Regions from separate parts of the Mus musculus genome. Here all the other regions are linked to region 1. A link is a contact called in public Hi-C and promoter capture Hi-C data. All regions are on one chromosome and are shown on one strand. The core of a region is the stretch at or near the end of the contact, and the rest is flanking DNA. Distances in the headings are between cores, read along the strand shown. Region 1 holds the start of Thbs2 (thrombospondin 2). Region 2 has its middle 66 kb from the start of Thbs2. Region 3 has its middle 12 kb from the start of Gm23352.

Region 1 (3,470 bases), core at 35-2,534:
AGCTCAATCAAGAGTGTCACAAGTAATCAACGGTCATTAACAGCATCCCATCTAATCTTGCTGCCTTCCCCACATGGAAAAGGGACCAAGAAGTGAATAGTATTTGGTCCTGGATCAAGCCTCCTGGGGCCAATGCAATTGCATCCAAGCTCCATGGGTCACACACACACACACACACACACACACACACACACACACAGACTCTTCCCCATCCACAAGTCCTCACTGCAGGTTATGAGTAGACTTTCAAAGGTTTTCTGCAACAGGCTATTATCACTTTTATAGGTCTTACACAAGTTCACCCCACAGGAACAATCGAAGTGAAAGTGTGTTTGCTGGGTGTCTCTAAACATCTTCAACTCCTACTGTTTTGCCCCCCTCCCCGCCCTCCTCCTTCAGCACCAGATCACTTTCTTTTGACTGCCCCAGGCTACCAGCTCTTTTGTATGCAAATTAGCCAAGCTGCAACCCAAACACAGTCCCCTCAGGGTTCTCCCCGCCCTGTACATTATAATTATAATGACAGCAACACTTGTTCAGCTCTTACTAATGTTTAGAATCAGATCCCTATAATCCCGTTGGTTATTTTTTACATTTTCAAGAGATCTCTTGACATTCCTTTCTCTGCTTTCTCTTCCATAGCAAACTTTGGTAGAGAAACTTTCTTATTTTTAAGTAGAAAATGTCAGTTCCCCCTCCCTGAACCCCAGCATCCTTGGAATGAAGCCAACAAGCCCCTTGTTGCTTCACAGGGTTCCTGCTATGAGAGACCACGAAAGACACTCCCCACATCCCCAACCCCTGCCACCCCGGGGACAAAGACAGCAGTGAATGTTCTTGGCAGGTCAATAAGTTTGCAGAGCAAGGACGGTGAGGACGCCACTGGGCTAAGTGTCAGAGGACACAGCTGGACTTCCCCTTTAGACCCCTGGAAACCGTAGCCTTTTCTGAAAGATCACAGCCAGTGAAATGTCTTAGAAATAAAAAGGTACCTGGTGTGTTTGCAAGTGAATGGTGACCGACGCCAGTACTCTGTCTGTCCTGAGGGGGACTAGCTGCGGCAGGAGAGGAGAGGCCTGGCCAGGGAGGCTGCAGACATCGGACTGGCTCTCTCTGCCTCCCGGCAGTGACCGGCTCCTTTATACGCCCTTTCCCCAGGAGGCCTGTCAATCAGACACATGCGGAGGCACGTTTAATTCATTCTTTCGAAGGAGTGTCATAATTCGTCCTCTGGTCTCGCCATTTGCTCAGAGTACCTGGTTACCCAGTCCAAATCCAGCCCCTCAGAGCTAACGCCCCTCCTACAGGTCCACCCAGGCTTTCCAGACAGGGGCCCGGGGAGGAGTCAGACAAGAGGGGCAGGCCAGGACTCACTTTTCCTGTCTTCTCTCAGGAAATAAAATGCTATAAATAAAACCAGCAAGATTGGCTGGGACTCCCCATTTTGCTGAGGAGAAAAAAAAATGCCAATTCTATGCTTTAAATGTGTTTCGAATTACCCAGTGTGATACTGGCCTTTCTAAAACAAGTGAGTAACAGTCAAAACTACAGGACAGACAGTAAGTTTACCACACTGCCGGGAAGTTATTATAGTCAAAGAATTAATTTTTTTTAATGAATTTACCACAAAAGAGAGCCCACCCATTGTATCTCTGACCCGCTTCTCAGGAGAAAAGATTTTAATTTGAACTCACTTCATCTGCTCAGTCGAGACCTGCAATTCTCTGTGACCCTGGCTCCCTGAAAAAGCCCAGTCCTCACCCCAGTCTTGTTGGGACAACTTTGCCAAGTGTGGGAATCCTGCAGTGAGAGGCAGTCCTCGTGGTTATCAAGATAGGGTGGGGGCAGCTTAGAAACTCAGTGAGAATCAGAGGGCCAGACCTAAGTCCATGGGGGTTAAAGCCAGTGCCAGGGTGCATGGTAGCTGGATGGGATGGGGCTCATCACACAAGGAAAGCAGTCAACAGGAAAGACTTGGTCAGGCGGTGATGCACCAGAGCCCAAAGAAGATGGTAGATTTGTGGCATCTCCCACAACCTCCTCTTGGGCTTCATTCTTCATAGACGACACTCAAAGCTTTCTGGACATTTATCTGGTTGACACCTGATAATAAATAAGTCAGGGCTTACTTCAAGAAAAGGAAAGATAAATTAAATAGAGAAAGTACTTAGCCACTTTCTGTTCTAGGTGGGAGACTTAACTGAAGGACCCTGCCATTGTGTTGGATCCTCTTAGATTGGAACCAAAGTGGACAGGGAAGACACCAGGACAAGGCACAACCCCCCCCCCCCCCCCCCCGCTGATCTCCAATCCTTGTGTTTCTGTTGAGGTGAAGGAACCTTTGAACCTACATGGTGGAAGGGGAAAACTCACCTGTAAAATTGTCCTCTGATTCACATGCTGTGACACAAGTGCACATATACCCAAACACATACACGTACCTCCATACGCAGATCAGCCAAATATAATACAATTTTAAAATAAGTATTATTTTCTAATTTACAAAAACAAAAGATTAGCCTCTAACAGTACATTTTTTGAAGGAAGATGCATTGCTTTGAGTCACCAAATTAATGGCAAAAACCTTCATTTTTAACTAAAATAATTAGACTCAAATTTATATTTGGATTCAAAGCCTGAAGGGAGACGTGACCAGGCTCCCTGAAGAGTTTTCAGTGCCTAGCCGCCCCTCTGCTACTTACAGTGGGACCCTTTATGGCAGAGATTCCAGGGTAGAGCAGAGGGCATAGGGTACAGGATGGGCATACTCTGCAGCCTGTAGGGCTCCCTGCTGCTAGTAAAGTGTAGAAAGACTTCACCTCTGAAATATCACACACACACACACACACACACACACACACAGACACACAGACAAATCAAGAGAGTTTGATGGAAGAGCTGACAGTACATGATATGCAATGAGTCTTGGGAAGTCCAGGAACACACCAGGCAGGGACATACGCATAGTAGGGTCAGTGTTGAAATGGGCTCCTAAGGTAGTGGCTGCTGAGAGCTATGGGTAAGTCCAGCCATGACCACAGGACTATCCCAGGAGGGAAATCATGGAGCTGGTGTCATTGACCCTCATGTCCATTCTATAGCATAAAGGGGACTGACTCTCCAAGCCACCTTACTCAGTGCCCTTGGAAGGGGTATGATGTAGCAATGGGGCCAGTAAAAAGATAATAGAGAAGCTGGGGTTATCCAAGTAACATGTGAGGAAGGCACAAGACACAGAGAGGGGTAGAGAGAGGAAGGTCTGAGGGAGTGTGTCTATGGGACTCTGTGGATGTTAATTTGCTGGACCAGAGTCTTCATATAGGAGAACACTAAGATGAAGTCGTGTCAAAGGAAGTCTGTTCCCACCAACTGCTTCTGCCCTCATTAGAATAGAAGAGTGTCAACCCAATGACAGGAGTGATAGTGATCAGAGGTACTTGGCCATCCCTGGCTGGGCCGCTGTGGGAGTG
Region 2 (3,408 bases), core at 168-2,667, 66 kb before region 1:
TCATTAACAAAGGCAATGAAGATGCATTTTTTTTCTCTGTTCAACTTCTCCTACTACACCCTGTGGTGCCAAGAAATAGGAATAAGGGAAATCCCTTCCCTGAATTCCAAAGTAAAGAAGCTTAGCGCACAGCGCAAGGAAATAAAAATAAACACCTGGGTCCAGTTACTGCACTGATATGTCGGAGTTAGGCTTTCAAACCCTGAAATGAAAACAGGCTTGAAGTCTTTTCAGAGCTAAGTAAGGATGTGGTGGAATGAGGAAGGACCGGTGAGCAGGAAAGGAAGCCAGAAGGAAATTGGTCATGAGGGAAGACTGTCACACGCGCCACAGACCTTGTCACAATGCGCCACTGCTGAGAGATGCAATGGAAGCTGCAAACCCTAGTGACAAAATGGGGCTTCTACTGTGTACAGGGAACTTTGACAGGAGGGAGTTTGCAGATCCTGCCTGGCCCATGCCTAAGAGAAACTGGCTCTTTCGGTAGGAACGGTTAGAGAGACTGTTTCTGTGAAGGAAGTTCGGTTGGCTTTTGGCCCCGTGTCCTTCACCTCTTTACCCCCTCACCCCCACCCCACCCCGCCCGGTTCCACAGGCGTCTCAGATGGAATCCGTTTTCCTTCACGCCGCTCCTGTTAGTCACTGATGCAGATCAGACCCGCTCTTGCTGATTTTGCCCCACACATCAGTTACTTGCTTCTCACCATAGAAGCGACTCGTGGGGTGAAGTGCTGAGGTCTTGCTACATCTTAGGTTATTAATTTATTTTTCAAGCCTCAGTTTCATTTTCTTAAAATAAGGATCACAAATTTCTAAATAACAGAGGCACTGAGCAAGTAAGTAAACACACCAGAGACCTTGTGACCCTTGCGGGAGCACCAGGCTGCTCACGCGGTCCTGTTTCTGCTGTTGAAATTCTTCACAAAGATCCCGAAGGATGGGTTGGTTCAGAAATTTATGGGGGCACAGGCAGGAATTCCTCAGGAATACAAGTACACAATTCATCACAGACAAAGCTGAGGTCCATCACGGTGACAAAAACCGGATTGGAGCTTCGGGATGATATTTCTGATAAGATTCCAAAAGAGTTGAAAGTTTAATACTTCCAACATATTTAAAGCCAAAAAAAAAAAACCTCTCCTTTTTATGTCTTCCAAATCCTCTTTCCTCTCAACTTTTCCAAAATGCTGAAGGGCAAAATAAAACAAAGAAAATGTGTTTCTACTCACGAAATGTTAAAATAAATATGTAATGATTTCTTGGTCAAAATTTTCCTTTCCAAGATAAAAATAATTTGAAGTCACATCTGATAACTATTAATGCGACCGTTCCAAAGCGTGAGGCGTGGTGTTCCTCAGGCAGCTCACAGGCCGGGGAGCAGGATGAAGGAGCGCATGCAGATTGCGGCGGATGATGGGCAGCCAGATGCTACACCACAGAGCAGGATTCTGGCCTGCAATGACAGAGGGGCCGTGCATCTGCCTTAGGCTGCTCTACAGTCATGGCCCAAGAGCTTCCCAAGGCCAAAGTCCCACAGATACTTTGCGTTTTAACCTCTGATGCCTCATGGTTATGTGGGTTGTGTAATTGTGTGGGTTGTGCCACTGTACGGGTTGTGTTATGTTGTGGGTTGTATTATGATGTGGGTTCTGTGTTGAATTATGTTGTAGTGAGGGTTATGTTGTATGGTTATGTGCATTGTGTTGTTACATGGGTTGTATTGTGATATGGGTTGTGTTATATTATAAGTTGTACCATGGTGTGGATTGTAATGTGATGTAGGTTGTGTTGTGATATGGGTTATATTGTAATGTGGGTTGTACCATGGTGTAGATTGTGTTGTATTATGGGTTATGCTGTAGATTATATTGTGATGTGGGTTGTATTGTGATGTGGGTTGTATTGTGATGTGGGTTGTTCTGTGCTGTGCTACAGATTGTGTTGTGCTGTGGTTGTTCTCAAGTTCTGAACTAATCTAGCCCTATGTTCTTCATGGCTTCACCCCAATTCCTGAAGACCGTGGCTATGATGTTCCAACAGCGCCAGGAGTTACTCCCCACTCATCGACCTTTCATTGTTTTCAGTGTCTCCAGCCACTCATTCTCCATCTGCTTCTCACCATGAAGTGTGGCTCTCAGGTCATGTTCACATGTGCATCGTGTACCATTGTCAGCACTGCAAGTCATTGCCCTGTCTGCTCAGGTTATAATTTATTAAATGCCTACCGCATGGCATTCGGGGTATAATTATGGGCAAGGACAATAAGGTCATTATTATCACTGAACTTAAAAGTCCAATTCAGGATAAGAGCAGCCGTACAAGAGCCACAGGAAGGGAAATGGAAAAAGCAGAGAAAGAAAAGGAAAGAAGTCCCTCAGAAGACTAGATGCTGTCAAAGTGGAATCTGATACCTCACCAAGGGAGGAGGTTGTGCAACAGCAGTCCCTGAGGGCAGGAGTGAAAGTGGCTTCTCCCACCACACAGCTTCAAGCACAGGAACTTGTTTCAGAGCCTGAACGAGTAGTGCACGATTTAGGTCTCTAGAAAGCTTTCATGCCATAAAGAGTGTTTTTTTTTTTTTTTAAACTCCATGTTTCTAAAGAGTGATTTATGAAAGTTATCCATGTGTGTAGGGAAGGATACATATTCTACATTCACGCTTTTGTTAAATTTAACTTTATTCCTTACTTATTCACTTTACATCCCTCTCACTACCCCCCTCCCAGTCATCCCCTCCCACAATCCTTCCCCTCTCCCCCATTCCCTTCTCTTCTGAGTGTGTGGGATGCCCCTGGGTATCCTCCACTCTGACACTTTAAGTCTCTGCAAGGCTAGGCACTCCCTTTCCCCCTGAGGCCAGACAAGACAGCCCAGCTAAGTTTTAGCCTAGCTAAAATCAACAATTGATAAAACGGGACCTCATGAAACCGCAAAGCTTCTGTAAGGTAAAGGACATGCCAATAAGACAAGATGGCAGCCTACAGATTGGGAAAAGACCTTCAGCAACCCTATATCTGACAGAGAGCTAAGATCTAAAATTTATAAAGAGCTCACCAACAACCCAGATAATCCAATTTTAAAAAAGGGGTAGAGCTAAACAGAGAATTCTCAACAAAGGAATCTCAAGTGGCTGAGAAGCACTAAAGAAATGTCCAAAGTCCTTAATCATCAGAGAAATGCAAATCAAAACAACTCCAAGGTTCCACCTTATACCCATCAAAATGGCTAAGGTCAAAAACTCATGTGATAGCACATGCAGGTGAGGATGTGGAGCAAGAGAAACACTCCTCTATTGCTGGTGGGAGTGCAAACTTTTACAACTACTTTAGAAATCAATTTGGTGGTTTTTCAGAAAACTGGGACTAGTCAAGACAAGAACCAGCTATACCACTCCTGGGCATATATCCA
Region 3 (3,482 bases), core at 26-2,525, 85 kb after region 1:
TGCAGGTACAAGTGTGAGGTGAGCCAAATGGATTCTGGGAATATGGTGGCTGTTGCCTTGGCAACAGGCGTGTGGGTCACTGTCACCTAGGTGTGATGTCACTGGGTTCAGAGCCAATCCTGATACCAACACTATCCATCCGTGTCTATCCTACCCAGGAGAACTGCTGGGTCAAAGGGCAGGGCATGTATACACTTCGTAAGCATTGCTGAGAACGTTCTTGGAATCAGAGACTATTTCATAAACTCAGTGTTTGGTGAGGGTTCTTCACACTGTGTGCTCAATAGCTGGATTGGAGGCCTCTGTAGCCTGGGGCATTCTTGTGAGGGTATAATTTCATTCATTCCCTGAGGGTTTATTTGCTCATCTTAGTCACATATCACGTGTGCCTTTCCTCAAATGCTCATTGGGCACCAGGGTGCTTGTTCTGTTAAGTGTCCCTGGAGTTTGCTGTGCAGCTTTTATTGTGACTGACTATCTCTTTGCAGTTGATTTAGAGGTGCTCCTTGTGTATTGTGAAGGTGAATGAAAACATCCTCTGAGAATTATGTATTCTAAATTTTCTGAAGACTAAGCTTATCCATTCATCACTACTTTAGGTAATTTTTATGCCTTGAGATATTGTTGGTCCTTAAAGGGACAACACTAGAATATTTATAAGACTACATTCTAGAACAGTGGTTCTTAACCTGTGGGTCACAACCCTTTTGGGGTTTGAATGACCCTTCCACATGGGTCTCATGTCTGATATCCTGCATATCAGATATTTACATTTTGATTCATAACAGTAGCAAAATACAGTTAGGAAATAGGAATGATAATGTTTTTTATACTCAAGGTTACCATAACATGAGGAAGTGTACTAAAGGATTACAGCATTAGGAGTGTTGAGAACCACTGTTCTAGAAAGGCACAGTTAAATCCAACCTGCCAAAGATGTGAACTAAAGAGAAATTTAGTGACTTTGTGGATTCACCCAGTTTCTTGCTCTTGCAATTGATGAATAACAGAAGATAAAGTTGCTCTTGTACTCAAGGGTGAACTGGGTGAAAGGATGATGTCTGAGACGGTGCAGGGAAGTTTCCTTGGATGTGGGGCAAAGGAAATCAGAGCAGAAGGATCATCTGAAGAGAGAGAAGGCCTCTCTCCCATCACGAAGCCTGTAAAAAGGGAAGCCAACTCCATGCCAGGGCTACCATCTCAAGGGACATGACTTATGCAGGCCTCATAAAAATGCTCAATCAAAGGACATGAATTCAAGAGTCTCTCAGGCTGGCATAAACAATGGCGGCTCGTGCCAAGAGCATGGTCAGGCCAGGCCCAGAACATTCCTGCTGCGAGGAGTAATTGCAGCCTCAGCGTCAGAACTTAGACCAAGCTTTGCCTCTGAACTTTCTTCTTCTTTTCCTTCCAAGTCTCCTAGAACACACTTGAGTGTTATTGTTTTTTTTTTTTTTTTTTTTTTTTGGAGAAAGGATTGCTGGTGATGAAAATCTGAACAGACAGTTAATTTTACTGAAAAGGTTTCACTCTGATCACAGCCCACATTCCAGGACAAACAGAATAGCTGACAGCTCTTTATTTAAATCAAACATTGAGTTACCCCAGCAGATACTACAGCACTCAAACTGCTTTTAAATATGGGAAACTTGGCCTATCGGTCCATGACTGGCTCACCAGACCCATGTAGGCTGTTTGCACAGTATGCTGGGTTCACAGTGGTATGAAAGGCTCTTCTCAGGTCTGTGCCATGTATTCATGACATCATCATGTCTGAGGGTTGGTATTTAGTCTCATCCTTTTTATCATGAACTGGACCTGGTTTTTTCTTTGGATGTTGCTGGCTGGTTTCAAAGCACTTGTTCCAGGAGCTCTGCCCGGATATTGGTGGTATCTTGAAGATAAAGCATTTGTGGCTGTCTCTGTTTGAGTCACCTGTTCCTTGACTGTAACACCCACTCACACTTGTTGATATGGCTAGTGTCTCTCTCCTTCAAATAGTCTCCCTTGCTGTTTTTTTAAAATGCCCCCAACCTCATGCTTCCACTAAAGGACAATGAAGATAAGCTTTCCCATGGGACCCCAGCGCTGCAGCTCCTTACTCTCTGTCTCCTGCCATCCTCAGGACCTCATCTGCATTTACATCTTACCCACTGTCCCCTTCCCACCTGTAGCCTCTGTTGCTCACTGCCTAACTTCAGTGTCTACATATAATGGGCTCCAAGGTCTGTTTCTTGGCACACAGTGGCCTGCTGAAGCTCAGAGCTTCACCTCCTTGACAATGACAAAGAAGGGCTGGGAACTGACTAACACAATTCCAGTTCCTTCCTGTTTTTGTGTCCCATGGCTCCAAACCCATTGGTCCCCCCCCCCCCCACACACACACACACACTTGCTCTCCATCTGTCAACTGCATGAGAAGTTAAGGAAGAGGGAATGAAAGGGCAAAGAGGGGAGGGAGAGACACAGAGGGAGAGAAGATAGGAGGGGAGAGAGGGAGGGAGAGCAAAAGTTTAAAGAATTGGCTTGTATGGTTGTGGGATTGGCTTCCTGGGGTCTGTAGGTCACTCTGAAGACCCAAGAAAAGGCTGATGCTGCAGCCTTAGTTGAGTCTTAAAGCAGGAAACATAGTCAGAATTCTTTCTTCTCAGGGGGCTTGTTTCTGAAGGCTTTTGGCTGAGTAGACACCCCACCCATAAAAGAGTAGAGGGTTCTCTATTTTACTATAAGTAGGCTGGCTTAAATACATATCCTTTCATAGCAAAATCTATGTCATGTTTGACGCAGCAGCCATATGGACATAGAAGACACATGACCTCATTTCCTGAGCTCTCATTGCATCCAGCACCCTAAATTGTGTCTTTTTTAGTTCTGCCTCTTTCACTTGAAGAAAACAACTCCAAATGGACCTGACTACTACAGGTTGGCATTCCTAAGAACTCAGAGTCCTCGGACAGACACCATAAAAGTAGTCAACAGACTGATCGTGCTAATATGTTCCCAACCTTCCTGGCACTGTGCTCATTTAGGACCCAATCCCTATTCTGTCATACACTCCACGATGACAGCAGCTCCCACAGTACACAGAAAGCCAGAGTGTCTCCTCCTGCTGTCTATTCTGGGCCCTTCTGTCTCCTCAGAAGTGACCACTGGGAACCAATCCCATCCCATGCTGTGTGACTGATTGCCTCAGAGTTCCTTCAGACCCTACATTGTTCTTGAATTCCCACTTCATTCTTTCTGCAGCATACATCATGGGTTTGAAGCCCGTTTCCCCCTTCTCCCATCTCAGGGCTCTGACCCATACATAGTTTGCACCCCAACTGGCAAGCAACACAATGGCTCTTGTTGCTATGACCCATGGCCCATACATCCAAAATCAAGGCCCTTAGTAAGGAGGTCTCATATAAGCCACACGCTGCTGTTGGCTTCCCCTGGCTTTGCCAGAACTCTTTCTCTTTCCCCCTTTCCCCACATTGCAT

What was found. Promoter capture Hi-C pulls out the DNA fragments that hold promoters and counts their contacts. A called contact is a pair of places that touch in the nucleus more often than the background predicts.
Region 2: a contact with region 1 is called in a Hi-C map of uterus. The contact joins the enhancer-like site here to the promoter of Thbs2 in region 1. A contact is called at or near these places in 4 of 39 promoter capture datasets (the 3T3-L1 cell line, 3T3-L1-derived adipocytes, cranial neural crest and 1 more), 1 of 15 datasets of contacts at CTCF or cohesin (the NIH/3T3 cell line), 3 of 484 Hi-C or Micro-C datasets (nephron progenitors, reprogramming fibroblasts and uterus) and 3 of 115 datasets of contacts at active chromatin or transcription factors (embryonic fibroblasts and embryonic stem cells).
Region 3: a promoter capture Hi-C map of 3T3-L1-derived adipocytes shows a contact between it and region 1, with 3 times the contacts expected there. The contact joins the enhancer-like site here to the promoter of Thbs2 in region 1. A contact is called at or near these places in 7 of 39 promoter capture datasets (the 3T3-L1 cell line, 3T3-L1-derived adipocytes, cranial neural crest and 3 more), 1 of 115 datasets of contacts at active chromatin or transcription factors (embryonic stem cells) and 1 of 9 other capture datasets (adipose tissue).

The regions. Positions count from the first base shown.
Region 1 is chr17:14,692,978-14,696,447 of GRCm38.p6, forward strand. It overlaps Thbs2 (thrombospondin 2), which reads right to left and starts at 1,285. Exons shown (of 22, transcript NM_011581.3): 1 at 993-1,285.
Region 2 is chr17:14,626,669-14,630,076 of GRCm38.p6, forward strand. No RefSeq gene overlaps it. Among named protein-coding and RNA genes, the nearest start is that of Thbs2, 66 kb to the right of the region's middle. Within about 2 kb of position 1,418, at least 31 of the 459 cell types and tissues checked have an H3K27ac peak or open chromatin away from gene starts, as enhancers often do. A contact at or near this core is called in uterus, where this site is marked.
Region 3 is chr17:14,778,281-14,781,762 of GRCm38.p6, forward strand. No RefSeq gene overlaps it. Among named protein-coding and RNA genes, the nearest start is that of Gm23352, 12 kb to the right of the region's middle. Within about 2 kb of position 1,276, at least 14 of the 459 cell types and tissues checked have an H3K27ac peak or open chromatin away from gene starts, as enhancers often do. A contact at or near this core is called in 3T3-L1-derived adipocytes and adipose tissue, where this site is marked.